Regions from separate parts of the Sus scrofa genome. Here all the other regions are linked to region 1. Evidence: chromatin contacts called from public Hi-C and HiChIP or PLAC-seq data. All regions are on one chromosome and are shown on one strand. Each heading gives the region's core, a stretch centred on a gene start, on an enhancer-like site or on the middle of the called end of the contact. The rest is flanking DNA. Distances are from core to core; before and after follow the strand shown.

Region 1 (4,447 bases), core at 634-3,133:
GCTGTTTCCTTTGAAAACTGAATGGGAGACCCTGGAGAGGAAACAGTATGAGGAAGACCATCTGGAAGGGCAGGAAAGAAGATCTTGGGGAAAACTATCAAAAGTTCTCCGGAGAGGAGCTTCCCTGCTGCAAGTCAAGCTCCCCCTTCCAAAGTGTTCAAATTCAGCATCGCCCTGCCCCTCTTCTCCACACCCCCTCCCCACCCGCAGCCCACCCCCAGTGCCTCAGAGGATCCTCGTTGCAGGAAAGATGAGGAGGTCCTGGTCAGGCCTGAGGGAAATTTGGACATCAGCTTGAGACCAGCTTTCCCTCTCACCTACCATGTGAAACCTCTACTCTTGTCAGAAAAGAAAGCCCATGTCCTGCATAACTGATTCTCTTAAGAAGAGAGTACATCTAATTTGGTGATGTAGCGAGTGGATAACCAGGTGACTTTTACCTTCCAGTGACTTTGGGCCCAAATTCAGAATATCACTTTACACTTTTGCCAAAGAATATGATAAAGGAAGGGCCAGAAAGAAAATGAGCATTATAGAGTACGGCTCCTCAAATCCTGATCTTCAAAGATATGGAAAAATATATGTCACAGTACTACAGCACAAATACCTGTCACTCACTCCATCCAGCTGTGACAGTGTTCCCATGATAGGATTAACAGATGTGCTTCTTGGAATTCAGCTTGTTTCTCCCTCATCTTTAGGTATTTAAAGGGGATATTTTCTATTTTGTTTTCAAGAATGAATTTCTCCCTCCTTCAATTATCCTAGATATAACAATGTTAAAGATAGGTCTTGGAATTTCATCAAAAATCCTAAATGATTATTTCAGCTTTTTCAACTTTTTCCTCTTCAAAAATCATTCAACAAAGCAACTAATTAGTAAATACATAGGCAGACTTGAGATTCACTATTCCTTCCCCATGTTTTCTTCAGAAGTAATAAAACACATTTTTAAAAATAGCAGAAAAATAAAAGAATAGAAAAGTTGGATGGAAAAAAGTTAATCAAATCACTGAATAATATTCATAGATTGAAAACTCAATTCTGAAGGGAAAGATGAATAACAATGGGATCTTTTGAGTGTCAGGTGTTCATTTAATCTCCACAATAGAGTTAATACTTATGAGGTACAAATGAGGATAGGAAGAGCTGGCAAGTGCCCGACCTGAGGTTGGAAGCTAAGATTTTTTTCTTTTTTTTAACTTGAAAGACTGAACTCTCAAGACTGCTGCTTCAAGAGTTGGTTGCATGTATCATAAGATCATGTAATGACCTTGACATCTACACATTCTGTTTAGAAGAATGCGTAGATCTGTGTATCTTATCTATGTCCTAACAGAAGGAGGCCCATCCAGAGACCAGGCTGTCTGTGAGCAGAGTGTCAGCCTTCAACATGTTCTCCAATCACCTGGGGTTGTGTTAAGAGGCAGATTCTGATTCAGCAGGTCTAAGATAGGGTCTGAGGTTCTGCATTTCTAGCAAGTTCCCTGGTGATGGTGAAGCTGTAGACCCAGAGCCTACCCCTTAAACTACCAGGGAAAAATATTAAATGGACAAGGAATTTAAGGAGCCATAAAAAGATTTAGGATGCTGAAGGACCAGGAAAGAGGTTTAGGATAAGGAACTGACCTTATTAAAATTAAAACTAGGCTTTCCTAGGGGAATTCCTTCTGTGGATTTCAAAACCATTTGAAAAGCACGTTAGGAGCTGGTATACACTTCTGGTTGTCTTTCTACATTAACAAACTTGGGGTTCTCTACCCACACACAGGTCCATTGAAGTCCACAGCTGTTTTGTTTGGACAGGCTGGTACAAAGCCTGAACTTGCACACAAAGAGTTTATCATCAACACGGACCTTTCTCTGACAGCTGTCTTCCTGCCCAGCCCCAGGGCCCTGGCCAAAGGAAAGGGAAAGGGCTGAGGAAAGAAGCTGTGCTGTCAGCAAGCTGTGGTAGTTGCCTGGCTTCAAGAGCTGCGAGAATCACACACACACACACACACACACACACACACACACACACACACACCAGACTGAAGATCGGAGAATAAGGATTGAATAAATAGTTTGACAAATCTATTGGTTTTGTCCATATAAGCTGCTGGAGAAGCAGGGACTGTATTTCCTATAATAAAACAAGGAATTTCTACAAAGCACAAGGTCTGATTTCTCAGTCCTACTTTAAAATCTGCTGTGGGTATACGTGTCCACAAAGGAACAATATGTATCCCACCAGCATAGGGTTAGGCACATGAAATGAGTATTAGGCAGAGGAGCGCCACATCTAGTAGAACCGATAAAAATCAGGGTCCTTGTCCGCTGTGTAAACTGAGAGGAAGAGGCGCCTTCCCCGACTTCCTTTGGGGAAGGTTTGTTTTGTGCTGGTGAACTGCTCCCCCTGGTGGATCAACAACTGATTAAGTTTGTGATTCCAGATTGCAGGGAACAAACATGCTTTGGCGAAAACTGGGCGGTTTCAGGTATAGAGACATTCGCTCCAGGAAAAAACTAACTTTCGAGCACCTAAAATAAACTGAATGCCTAGCTTGGTCTTGGACTGACGCTGAGCTTATTTCTCTTGCAAAGTACAGCGTTTGTCTCCCCCAACACCGTCGTCCTTACCATGCGTGTTCTCATTACGGTTGTTTTGAAATCATGAGTTTGTGCTGACTCAAGCGACGTGGATAACTCTAAGTTCTGTATTTCATTTTCTTCTCCTTTAAAAATAACTCTGGACTGGACAAACAACCTCAGAGCAGGGAGAACATTTTGCTGTGAAATCATTCATTTCCCATACTTCCTGTCTACTTCACTGCTCTCTAAGAGGTGGTCTTGACGACTGTGGTTAATTTATGCCTACATCCCTTGTTCTTAGTACCTGCCCTCAAGATAAAGGTGAGTTTTACAGTTTTCCAAAGATCATCTTTCTACCAATATTACATATTTTGATGGCAAGAAAGTTCATGTTGTTATTTGCCTTAAAGAGGCCTGCCAGAGAGAGAGGGGAAAAATTGCAGGTCAGGAAGAGATGAAAATCTATGGTAACTCTCTCACTCTTTCGAACATTCTGCGAGTCACACTGCAGCCTCAGTCCAAACAGTTTATAAGCTAAATAAAGAGGTATTTTAAATATTTATTTAACAAGACATATTTTAAATAACCTACATATGTAAATAGAGCGTTCTTAGCCTGTACATTATTGCAAGGTCGATTCTCATGTTCTGATATATAATTAATTACTGGTTTATTCCTCTGTAAACCGAAGCAGAGAATAAATCAGCGATGCCAGGTCACCAATGTCAGCAAAAAATTGTAATACCCTCTTGTCGATGGGTCTGTGGAAGGGGAGCTGAGACTGTAAAATCTATGGTGGTGATGGACCAAATTATGTCCAAATGGCAAGTTTCTATCCCAATTTTAGTTGCTTTCTCCTGAAGTCTAGGCTTTCTTCTGTGCTATCTAGGTGGGCATGGAATGCACATATCCTAATTTAAAAGAAACTTGGAAAAGCATATGCAATGTGATCTATGCATTTTATGAGGTAGAGTCACCTAAAGTAAATGCATACCATGAGCATTTTCAGCAGCATTATTATAGTTAGAAACAAAAACAACACAAATACCAATCATTTGGATAATTTCTAGGTAGTTGAAAATATGAATATCTTTAAAGCAAATTTCATGCTTCCGTTTTTAATTTTTGAGGAAAAAAATACATGCATACATTTTTTCTTCTCTGCTTAAAATGAGTGTCTGTCTTTTCAATTTTCCCACTGAAAAAGAAAAAAAGAAAAATAATTTTATCCTAGACCTGATTGTTTCTAGATGGGAAAAACAAGGGACAAACTTATGTGGCTGCAGAAAGCTGTGGAAGGTTTGTGCTAAAGGAATCCTAAGAAAAGAGTTTTGTGCATAGTCAAGACTGATTAAGATTAAATTGCATTTAATTAAATAAATAAATTTTGTTATTAAAAGTAAACTAATACAAAAATGAATAAATTTTTCCACTGAAAACTTCTAAAGGATGAAAATGTTGCATCTTGAATTTGTTATGAAAATAAAGACATCTCTCTAGGGAAGAAAAATTAAACAAAAAACATGGCTTTTTTTTTTCTTTTTAGATTTACTTTCTGATGATATAAAATGAGTAATCATCTCAAGTACCACAGCAAATTTTTGGTCCGGGTCAGAGATGAGACAATCATGTTTCATTTAAACATAATACACAAGGATTACCAACAACCCAGTTCAGAGTTTCGATTGATTCCCAGTTCAGTAAATTAGCTTGCCAACATAATTCTAGCCAGTGATTAGCAATATTAATTATCTTGGCCCATGGCCAAAACATCTGGAAAATTTAGTGTGGAAAATCATTTAAAATAATTCGTTCATGCCATCATGACAAACCAACCTATTGGTTAATTGACCTTTTCACTATTTCCCAGTTG
Region 2 (4,447 bases), core at 765-3,264, 850 kb before region 1:
CCAACCTGCCTGACTTCTCAGGGTTTGAATTTCCACTGTGAGTGATTTGCTGGGCTCCTGGCCTTAAGGCCACAAGGACAAAGGGAATCCAGCCTTCAGGATCTGTCTCAGGATAGTGTCTGCAAGTCACCATAGGTGTGATGAGGTGTGCTGAGTCACAACACTGGAGGCAGGCAAGCAGAGAGCACAGCGGGTATGGAAGGTTCAAACAGGCAAAGGAAACAGGGTCAGGAAGAACTTGGAGCCAAGATGTCAGGTGACGTGGTGGGGCAGGTGTGAATATCACAGTCAAGCAAGTCCCATGCTTTGGGCTTGAGGTGGTTCTGCCTTCCTCCTCTGGTTGAACTTGTATTTACAGGACCATTCTTGGGTTTATAAATATTAGGTCTGAAACCACATGTAAGGGCAGGACATGGATATGTCTCTTATTGGGAGATTCTGGAATTATTCTTACCAGAGTTGATGGGAGAATGAACTATATGATAGCTAAGATCTGCCCTCCTCCTCAAGCTCTCTTCCTTCTAAGACAGGAGAATCTTCTAAGAAACCCCCATAGAAGACAGCCTCCAGGGTGCATATCCAGAATGCAAATTCAGATTTGAGCTTTGTTCCAAGAAAATATTTGTCCTGGAAAATTTCAAGGCTTGTTATCAAAGACCCTAACTTTCCCTGTCTTATGCGGTTACTGTGAAGTTCAAGTGTGAGTATCTATCCATCTATCTACGAAAGTACTTGTAATTGGTGAAGATCCACACTGTATTAAGTTATTATAATCGCATTTCTTTCCACTGAAAATGCTAATTTTTATCTCACCTGATAATTGTTTCCAAATAAGATTATCTCACATGGTAGTACATTTTCACTGAGAAATAATTGACAAAAAGCGTTGTATTAATTTTAGGTGTATGACATAATGATTAGATATTTGTATATATTGCAGAATGATCACCACAATAAGTCTGGTTAACATCCACCACCACACATTGTTACGATTTTTTTCTTGTGATCCTTTTTTTTTTTTTTGGTTTCCTTCTTGCTTTTTTTTACCCCTTTATGTTTTTGTTTCTTTTCTATTTCTGTTGGAAAAATTATTCCTTTGGAAATCTTATATCAGGAAAAACATTTTTAGAGAAGGGAGAGTTCCTCAGATTTTAAAAGAGGACTTTTTTTTTTTTTTTAAACTCAAAGCTCTTAATCTAATAAACCTCTTTATCTAATCAATTAAGCCTTTCATACAAATACTCAACTGATGCTTGGGTAGAATACGTATTCATTTCCAGTCACATGAGGTCTTATCAGTTATAATACAGAAAAAAGAATTAGTCACTCTCCAGTTGTAAGAGGATACCTCTGGGCTTATTCATTTTTCTGGAAATATTTTGGGGGGGGGTGGATCTGAAAGCTTATGAAGTAAACAGGTTGTTTTGTTCAGGAACCCTTCTCTGAAATAGTTAGCGGGGTTCATCTGATGACATTAACTTTGGGTGGTAATTTCCATGATGTCAAGGGCACGATGGAGATGGAAGAGGGATTAAAGCCAAGTTGAACAATCAAAGCATTACAGTAAATTGACTTGACTTGGCAGACTGAACCTCAAGTTGGCACCTTTTCACCACCTAATCCTATACAACTCAGGTCTGCCGACGTGGTTAGGCTACTTTCAAGTGGCCACAAGAGGTGAAGCAAGCGAAGTGGGAACTTTAAGATGCCGTGTAGGTGTGGGAGACCTCCAGGACCAACTTGCCATCCAGAGCACCCAAAGAATAAAACATTATGGACCCAGTTCTTTGTTCTTTTTTTTTTCTTTCCCCCCAGAACCTTTCAAAAATAAACTTAGTTTCTACTTATCCTCCTTCCACCCACTCTCAAAATTTCCCAGATATGCCTTTCTCCTAAAACCTTTTTAGTTCCTCCTGTGATTATTAACTCTTCTGTGAAAGAAGTCAGGTTTGCCCAGGAACTTCACTGAATAAAGATGAGTGTATATTTTAAAAAGGAAACAGCTGGATGGCAAAAGCCAGGGAGGGAGGCAGCTCTTGTTTCATTAGCAAAGGGAAGTTCAAGTGCTGGAAGAGAACTGGCCGGCAGCCACGGCGGGGAGAAAAAGGAAACACACGATCATAAAGAACTAATCATGAAAAATGGAAAGTGAGGACGGGCCAAGAACAACAAGAAATAAATAGATTTGGAAGGGGGAAAAAGACGAAGACGAGTGCAAAGCCATCTCAGGAAAGGGGCAATGAGAGCATGTGCGTTTCATTTGAAAAAAAAAAAAATTAATTCTGAAAATCATTAATGTGTCCTATGGAAAAAGATAACTTTTCAGGCCCAGGCTTCATTTCTTTTGTGCCATTTCAGAGTCTATTTCAGTGTATGGGAAAACAAAATAGAATTAGAGGGAGAAATTTATAATGGACTGGAGTGGTCTTTTTTTTTCTTCTTCTTCTGTTTTTTGTTTTGTTTTGTTTGATTTTTAATTTCTGCCTTATGGTAGGGAAAGGAAGCAATTAGTTTGGCTATGTAAGGTCAAAGACTACATCCAAACTGATAAAACAAGTGTTTCTAAGTGTAACTCACACAAATCCTAGCCTTAATTAGAGTTATCATACATATCTCTATCTGTGCAGTAATCACCTTATGCCTACTGCATATAATGGGAGAGTGATGGCTTAGGATTTACAGGTCTATCTCTAAATATTTTCAGATGAAATTAGCATTAATTTAAGGAAGACCCAAGAGGAAAACCAGACTCTAGTCTGTCCTTCATCTTGAAATCCGTTCAACATGATAAAATATACCAACATGGTCAATAGTCCAGACAATCCAAGAGAGAAGATATTTTTAAAAAACATTTTGAAGTTTTATATCAGTTACAGGCAACACTTTACCAATGAAGGGGTTGTTCTTTTATTGGGGGGGTGCTTATTAGCTCTTTTCTTTTTAAATTAGTTTTTAATAGCAGCATTTGTTTTAGGATGAAAAAAAAGGCATGGTGGTGAGTTTTGGAATGTACATTAATCTTGTTAATGACACCACACTGCATGGTTGGCAAAACAAGACTTTTGAATCAACCTGTTTTGTGTGTGTGTGTGTGGGTGGGTGTGTGGTAGCAATACTTGAGAAATAAGGCCAGGGAACAAGAGATACATGAAAAGTGCATGAAGACAGGATACAGGATTTCCTATGATTTTATGTAGCTCTTAATTAGGAAGCATATTGGCAGCAAATGCTAACATGTGTTAGGATGTTTAGTTGGAGCCAAATAAATGTTTTCTATTACGACTCTGAATCCCATGCCTCGTAGGAACCCGTGCAGTTCTGCTCACGGCTGACAAAATCCCGTTACAAGTCACCTCAGAGGCCAATTTTCTGTTGGCTCAGAGGGCAAAACCACTTTTCACCGCATGTTTTCCTGAAGGGTCATCTTCAACTCAGGATGGAAGTCAAAGATTGGAGGGCGGTGACCTCTCTTCTTGGAACTGCTCTGTTTGGTGGTAACAAGTGGTCCTTAATAACTGCACTCGGTTTGACCTGTGTGTCAGACCTGGGTGTCAAAGAGCCCAAGCAGCATCCTCTCAGTGGTGTTTATTTTTGTCTTGGTGGAGGAGGAGGGAATGGAGGAAGACGGAATGTCTGCTGAAAAAAGATGGTGATTTAAGGTTGCTGCATCAGAGAAACATTTGCTTGTGTACTCAAGGAACCAAGTATAAGTAACGTTCATTAAATCCATTGTTTGCAGCAGTAAAAACTTGGAAGCAATCTAAATGTCCATCACAAGGGAATGGATAAATATACTGTGATTTGGAATACTCCAGAGCAGTTAAAAGGACTGAGTCAAGACTCTTGGTAACAATGAGGCCAGCTCACAGCAACATGTTAAGGAATTATATAGGGGATATAATCTTAACATGTACATACATGTTAAGCTCTGTTGTACTTGCCTTTAGGTCAGAAATTTCCCTCATTTTTAAAATGTCTACTGTATATAAAATAGGTAACCAGCAACAACCTACTGTGTAGCACAGGGAACTATACTCATTATTTTTGTGATAAACTCTAAGGGAAAAGAATCCGAAAAAGTATATATATATATATATATATATATATATATATATATATATATTTGAATCACTATGTTGTACATCTGAAACTATAATGACATAATAAATCAACTATAAAAATAAAAATAAACATTAGGGGAAATAAGCATGTTTCAGAATATTCTATGCATTATTATGGCATTTGCATTAAAAAACATATAAACAATGGTATATTCTGCATGGACTCATAGAATCATACATAAGAATATCCATGAATTCTGGAAGGATATTCATCCAAAGTAGTTCTATCTCGGAGAAGCTGGAGAAGGAATCAAGATTGCTTATTAGGTCAAAGAAAATCTTTTCACTTTCAAAGTATATGCTTTTTAAAAATAAAGTATTCATGA
Region 3 (4,447 bases), core at 961-3,460, 740 kb before region 1:
GTAGAGAAGATTCTACCTTCTATGATATGTAATTTAATGAAATATGCTAAGCAAGTACAATCCCCTTAATTAGTACTCAGCTAAATTACTCATGTTTACTGTAAATGTTCTTACTACACAAAATGTACTTCTGTTGAATTAGATAAAATTTTATTTCCTAAGTATTCATGGTTATATATGTAAAATGAACAAAAATACATCAAGATCCCCAAGCCCTACCCCGGATGTAGTAGATGTATAATAAGTATTAGTTCTGTTAATACTCCCATTTACATATAACAGTTTAAAAATAATTTTAAGCCACTTAAATTTATTTTTTACTCTTTGAAATATTGATTCTAGAAGATAGTTAAAGTTGTTGAGATGGTTACAATTGATTGGTTTATTCATTTTCTAGAGCTCTGTAAGAAGATACCAAAGACTGGGTGGCTTAGACAGCCAAAATTTGTTGCCTCACAACTCTGGAGACCAAAGTCTAAAATCAAGGTGTTGGAAGTTTTGGTTCTGTTCCAGGCCTGTCACCTTGGCCACAGGAATACATTTCTGTGTCTCTTCACATCTTCCCTCTATATGCATCTCTGTGTCCAAGTTTCCCTTTTGTATAAGGACAGCAGTCATTCTGGGTTAGGACCCATTCTGATGATCTCATCTTAACTTAATTACCTCTATAAATACAGACCGTGTCCCAAGCAAGATCCCTTTCTGAGGTACTCGGCATTAGGACTTTAACACAGGCCTTTAGGGGGACACGACTGATCATTAAGGAAATGGCATAAAAAGATTATTAAGCTAACTTTAAATTCTGTAGGAAAAAAAAAACAATTTTATCATACCTTGCTATAAAGACAAAACTGAGGAGTCAGTATAGTTTGAAAATATAAGTGATGAACCTCATGTTATTGGAGGCCACTGTATTGCAGGATAGTACTTATCTTTAAAAATACTGTAAAGAATTTTCCTGAAGAGACCACATAGACAAAAACATTTACATCTTTCTTCCAAATATCTCAAAACACTTTACCTGCCTTGTATTTATGTTTTTGTCTCAAAATTTCTGGAGTTGGATATGGGACATCCTATGGGTGACAAAATCGAAATGAATGGACGTAAGATCATTTGTTTCACATAATCTTCATTTTTTTTAAAAGCAGAAATGAATTTTTTCTCTGTGTTTGCTTTATTGGAGGTATGTGTGCTTGACTGGTTAGAGCATGAAAGAGATTATGAGATCCCAGGTCTGTTGATCTTTAAATGGATTGTATTCATGAAATAAGCAGGGTAGAGGTGTGTCTTAGAGAAGCCCAAGGATGGACCAGGCTGGGACCTGAGCCAGGTAAGGGCTTTGGCTCCCCCTCAGGGCGAAACACATTCCATGGCTGCTGTTTGCATCAGGACAGAAAGAGGAAATTTTGAAAATATATACATTTAAATAAAGATACATGTGTATCTCTTTAAATTCCCTCTACTTAACCTGATGTGTATATGTTATAAAATATATTATATAGCTATATTATAAAATATGTATAATATTGTATAATATTACACTGTCTGAAAAGAATGATGGGTTGGGAGCTGGGTTTCAGCCTCCATTCTGCGGTAGAACTTCTGAGTGACTTTAGGCAAACCCCTTAGCCTCCCCAGCACCTGCTTTCTCAGCTGCAAGATCAGAATGTTAGCTTGGATGCCCGCAAGGTCCTCTGCAACGTTACAATCTTATGGAGACTGTTCCAAGAATTAAAAGTGATTTTTTTTTAATGTGATTAACTCCTAATGCTGAATCAGCCCTTAAAGAACAGTAAATCGGCAACCTTGTCCCTGACTTGTTCGTTTAGGAAGACTTGTATGGGGAGGGGTGGAGGGATAGGGAACATCACTGTTTTTTAAAAAAGAAAGAAAAATGCAGAGTTCTTCAAGACACCTAGCGCTGACCTTCTCACCTGGCCCATCAGCTGCCTTTCCACCTCCCCGCCTCTCCCCTCCTCAGCTTCCACTCCTGGAATAACCATCAGCTCAGCAGAGGGCTGGCCAGGACAGCCGCGGTTTTTAGGTTACGGATTCCAAAAGCAGGAGAGTAAAAACGTCTGCACCCGGAGTTTGCCTCTTCTGAACAGTTTCCCCGATCGTTAAATGAAGGGAAGTTAGGAGGAGCGGGCTCGAGGACTGGACTGTTTAAACAGAGGCCCCTTTATCTGCTTCACCCCCTACCGCAGGGCAGCCTCCGTGAGTTATCAGAGTGTCATTAAACGGGGACAGCTGCTGGTAAACAAGGAGGATGTCGACGACACCAGCGCCTCCGTCAACAGGAATTTCACTTTAATCTGTCCCTTGCTTAAAGAAACACCCCTCTCTTTCTCTTTCTAGCGTGCATCATTTATTTATCTCCGTCAACGCGCAGATAGAAGGCTGGTACTGGCTCCGGAAAGCCCCCTGGGATAGAAAATTAATAAGGTGCTAGGGACATTCACCTTAGGTCAATTCGAGGGGACGCGGAGAGAAATGAGAACTTGCCCAGGAGTTCCCTGCTTAGCTGGAAACCGATCCTACATATTTATAAAGGTGAAACTGGAGGGCTGCCAAACGCCTGCATTTAAGTGATTAACAAATGTTTCTCTTTAAGTGGACACCTCTTGTTCTAAATATATTTGACAAGAATGCAAAGAGTCATCTGGAGGGCGGAAAGGGCACAGCTCTGGCCTTCTCTTGCGAGGCCAGCAGGATCGCAGGCCTGGCCCCGGCCGGCGCGCTCCCCGCCCGGTGCCAGCCGAGTTCACGTCGCCGGCGGGCAGGCTGCCAGCGCCAGCGGCTCCCCGCTGTTTAACGACAATGGATTTACTGCTTCTCTGCATATTGGTGTTATTTTGTATAAACAAGGTTAACACTCCTTTTAAATTAAATGCACCACCTGGTGACTGAATGGGTGACCTTGCCAGCTCTTTTCACCTGGCTGGGAGAAGCCCAGGCTCTCTCTCTGATATCAACCCGGAGCTCTCCTAGGAATCTCAATCCTTCCTTATTTAAATTGGGTTTCTGGAGGCAGCCTGCCGATCCCTTGCGCTAGGAGGCCAGCAACGAACCCAGGTACTAGGTGAGCGGGGCAGGTGCGCCCCATCCCGCCATCTTGCACCTTGCCCGCAGGTCGGATCCAGGCCGGGTTCGGCCCTGCAAGGCTGCCGCAGCACAACTCCGGGGACCGCCCTGGTGGGTCCGGCAGTTGGTATTACAGGAGAGTGACAGGCAGCCTTGCGGGCCCTGCCAAGACTGCCTCCGAAAGAGGGATCTCCAGAGGGGGCAACACCGTGAAAAAGGTTCTTTGTGTTTCACTCTAGCGTGGTATTGATCTAATATAGTGCTCGGCACTCTCCCCACCCTCTAGGAATTTGAACACCTGGAAAAATTTTCCCGGCTTTACATTTGAGGAAATTTAATGGTGTAAACAAACTCAGCAGGAAGCCCCCTTTGATATGAAAAGGCAGAGATCTGTGTTGCGGAGCTGAACTGGCTTGAAACGACTTTGCCTGGGAATGGCCATTCTGCAAACAGTTTAAAGATGGCTTGGAGTGGTTTAGGGAAATTTAGACAGCACTGTTTTGGAAGCATCTAGAAATTTCCAACAAAATAAACTTTAGCTACTCCTTTAATTAAAGGCATCTTCTCACCTCCTCCTTGCTATTTGCCACCTGAATTCCAGCAGAATTATTTACTGTTTCATTTTACCTTGAATTCTAGACCTGTTTGTCAGCCATATTGCTGTGCAAATAAGAAGATCCAACCTGGAGAGGTGCTGTGACTCTGTCAGAGTCCCTTGATCCAGAATCCAAGGCTGCAGGCCTGGAAGTCCCATGTGGTCATTGTTGCTATTGTTGTCATGTTGTGAAGGAATTCTGCCCCATCTACCCAGAGTATATTGCATGAGCTATCGATGCTGGAAATTTGTTTATATTCTTAGTAGCACAGAAATAACTGGTCATATAGCTTTTTTCTCTTACTTTTTCCCTGCTGTCTCCCATGGTGGATGGAAATTCCCAGGCCAGGTGTTCAAGGATAGAGTCCAGTGGGAGCTGTGATCTGTGCCACAGCGGCAGCAATGCTGGATCCTTAACCCAGTGCCTGGGCTGGGGATTGAACTGGCACCTCCAGAGAGACAAGCTGGATCATTAGGCCCACCACTCTACAGTGGAAACTCTTGCTCAAATAGCTTCTGCTTAGGGTTTTCTTAGTAGCTCACATTGGAATCATGGAAATGACTCTACAATTAGTGATAGAATTTTAATTGGTAAAACTAACAATTTTATAAAGATTTTATTAAAATTAAGTCTAAATTCAGATTTATTAATACTTTTCAACATTTGAGGTAAAACACGCCATTTTTTTCCCCTTAAAATGTACATTTTGTGTGTGTGTGTGTGTGTGTGTGTGTGTGTGTGTTGGGGGGGAGGGATATAAAACA

The links. A called contact is a pair of places that touch in the nucleus more often than the background predicts. HiChIP or PLAC-seq counts read pairs in DNA pulled down with a chosen protein or histone mark.
Region 2: a contact with region 1 is called in a Hi-C map of omental adipose tissue, with 1.6 times the contacts expected there. The contact joins two enhancer-like sites. A contact is called at or near these places in 2 of 47 Hi-C or Micro-C datasets (embryonic fibroblasts and omental adipose tissue) and 1 of 2 datasets of contacts at active chromatin or transcription factors (skeletal muscle).
Region 3: a contact with region 1 is called in an H3K27ac HiChIP or PLAC-seq map of skeletal muscle, with 4 times the contacts expected there. The contact joins two enhancer-like sites. A contact is called at or near these places in 1 of 47 Hi-C or Micro-C datasets (embryonic fibroblasts) and 1 of 2 datasets of contacts at active chromatin or transcription factors (skeletal muscle).

The regions. Positions count from the first base shown.
Region 1 is chr7:84,095,333-84,099,779 of Sscrofa11.1, forward strand. No RefSeq gene overlaps it. Among named protein-coding and RNA genes, the nearest start is that of MCTP2, 870 kb to the right of the region's middle. Within about 2 kb of position 1,884, at least 28 of the 83 cell types and tissues checked have an H3K27ac peak or open chromatin away from gene starts, as enhancers often do. A contact at or near this core is called in omental adipose tissue and skeletal muscle, where this site is marked.
Region 2 is chr7:83,245,682-83,250,128 of Sscrofa11.1, forward strand. No RefSeq gene overlaps it. Among named protein-coding and RNA genes, the nearest start is that of NR2F2, 160 kb to the left of the region's middle. Within about 2 kb of position 2,015, at least 9 of the 83 cell types and tissues checked have an H3K27ac peak or open chromatin away from gene starts, as enhancers often do. A contact at or near this core is called in omental adipose tissue and skeletal muscle, where this site is marked.
Region 3 is chr7:83,351,376-83,355,822 of Sscrofa11.1, forward strand. No RefSeq gene overlaps it. Among named protein-coding and RNA genes, the nearest start is that of NR2F2, 260 kb to the left of the region's middle. Within about 2 kb of position 2,211, at least 29 of the 83 cell types and tissues checked have an H3K27ac peak or open chromatin away from gene starts, as enhancers often do. A contact at or near this core is called in skeletal muscle, where this site is marked.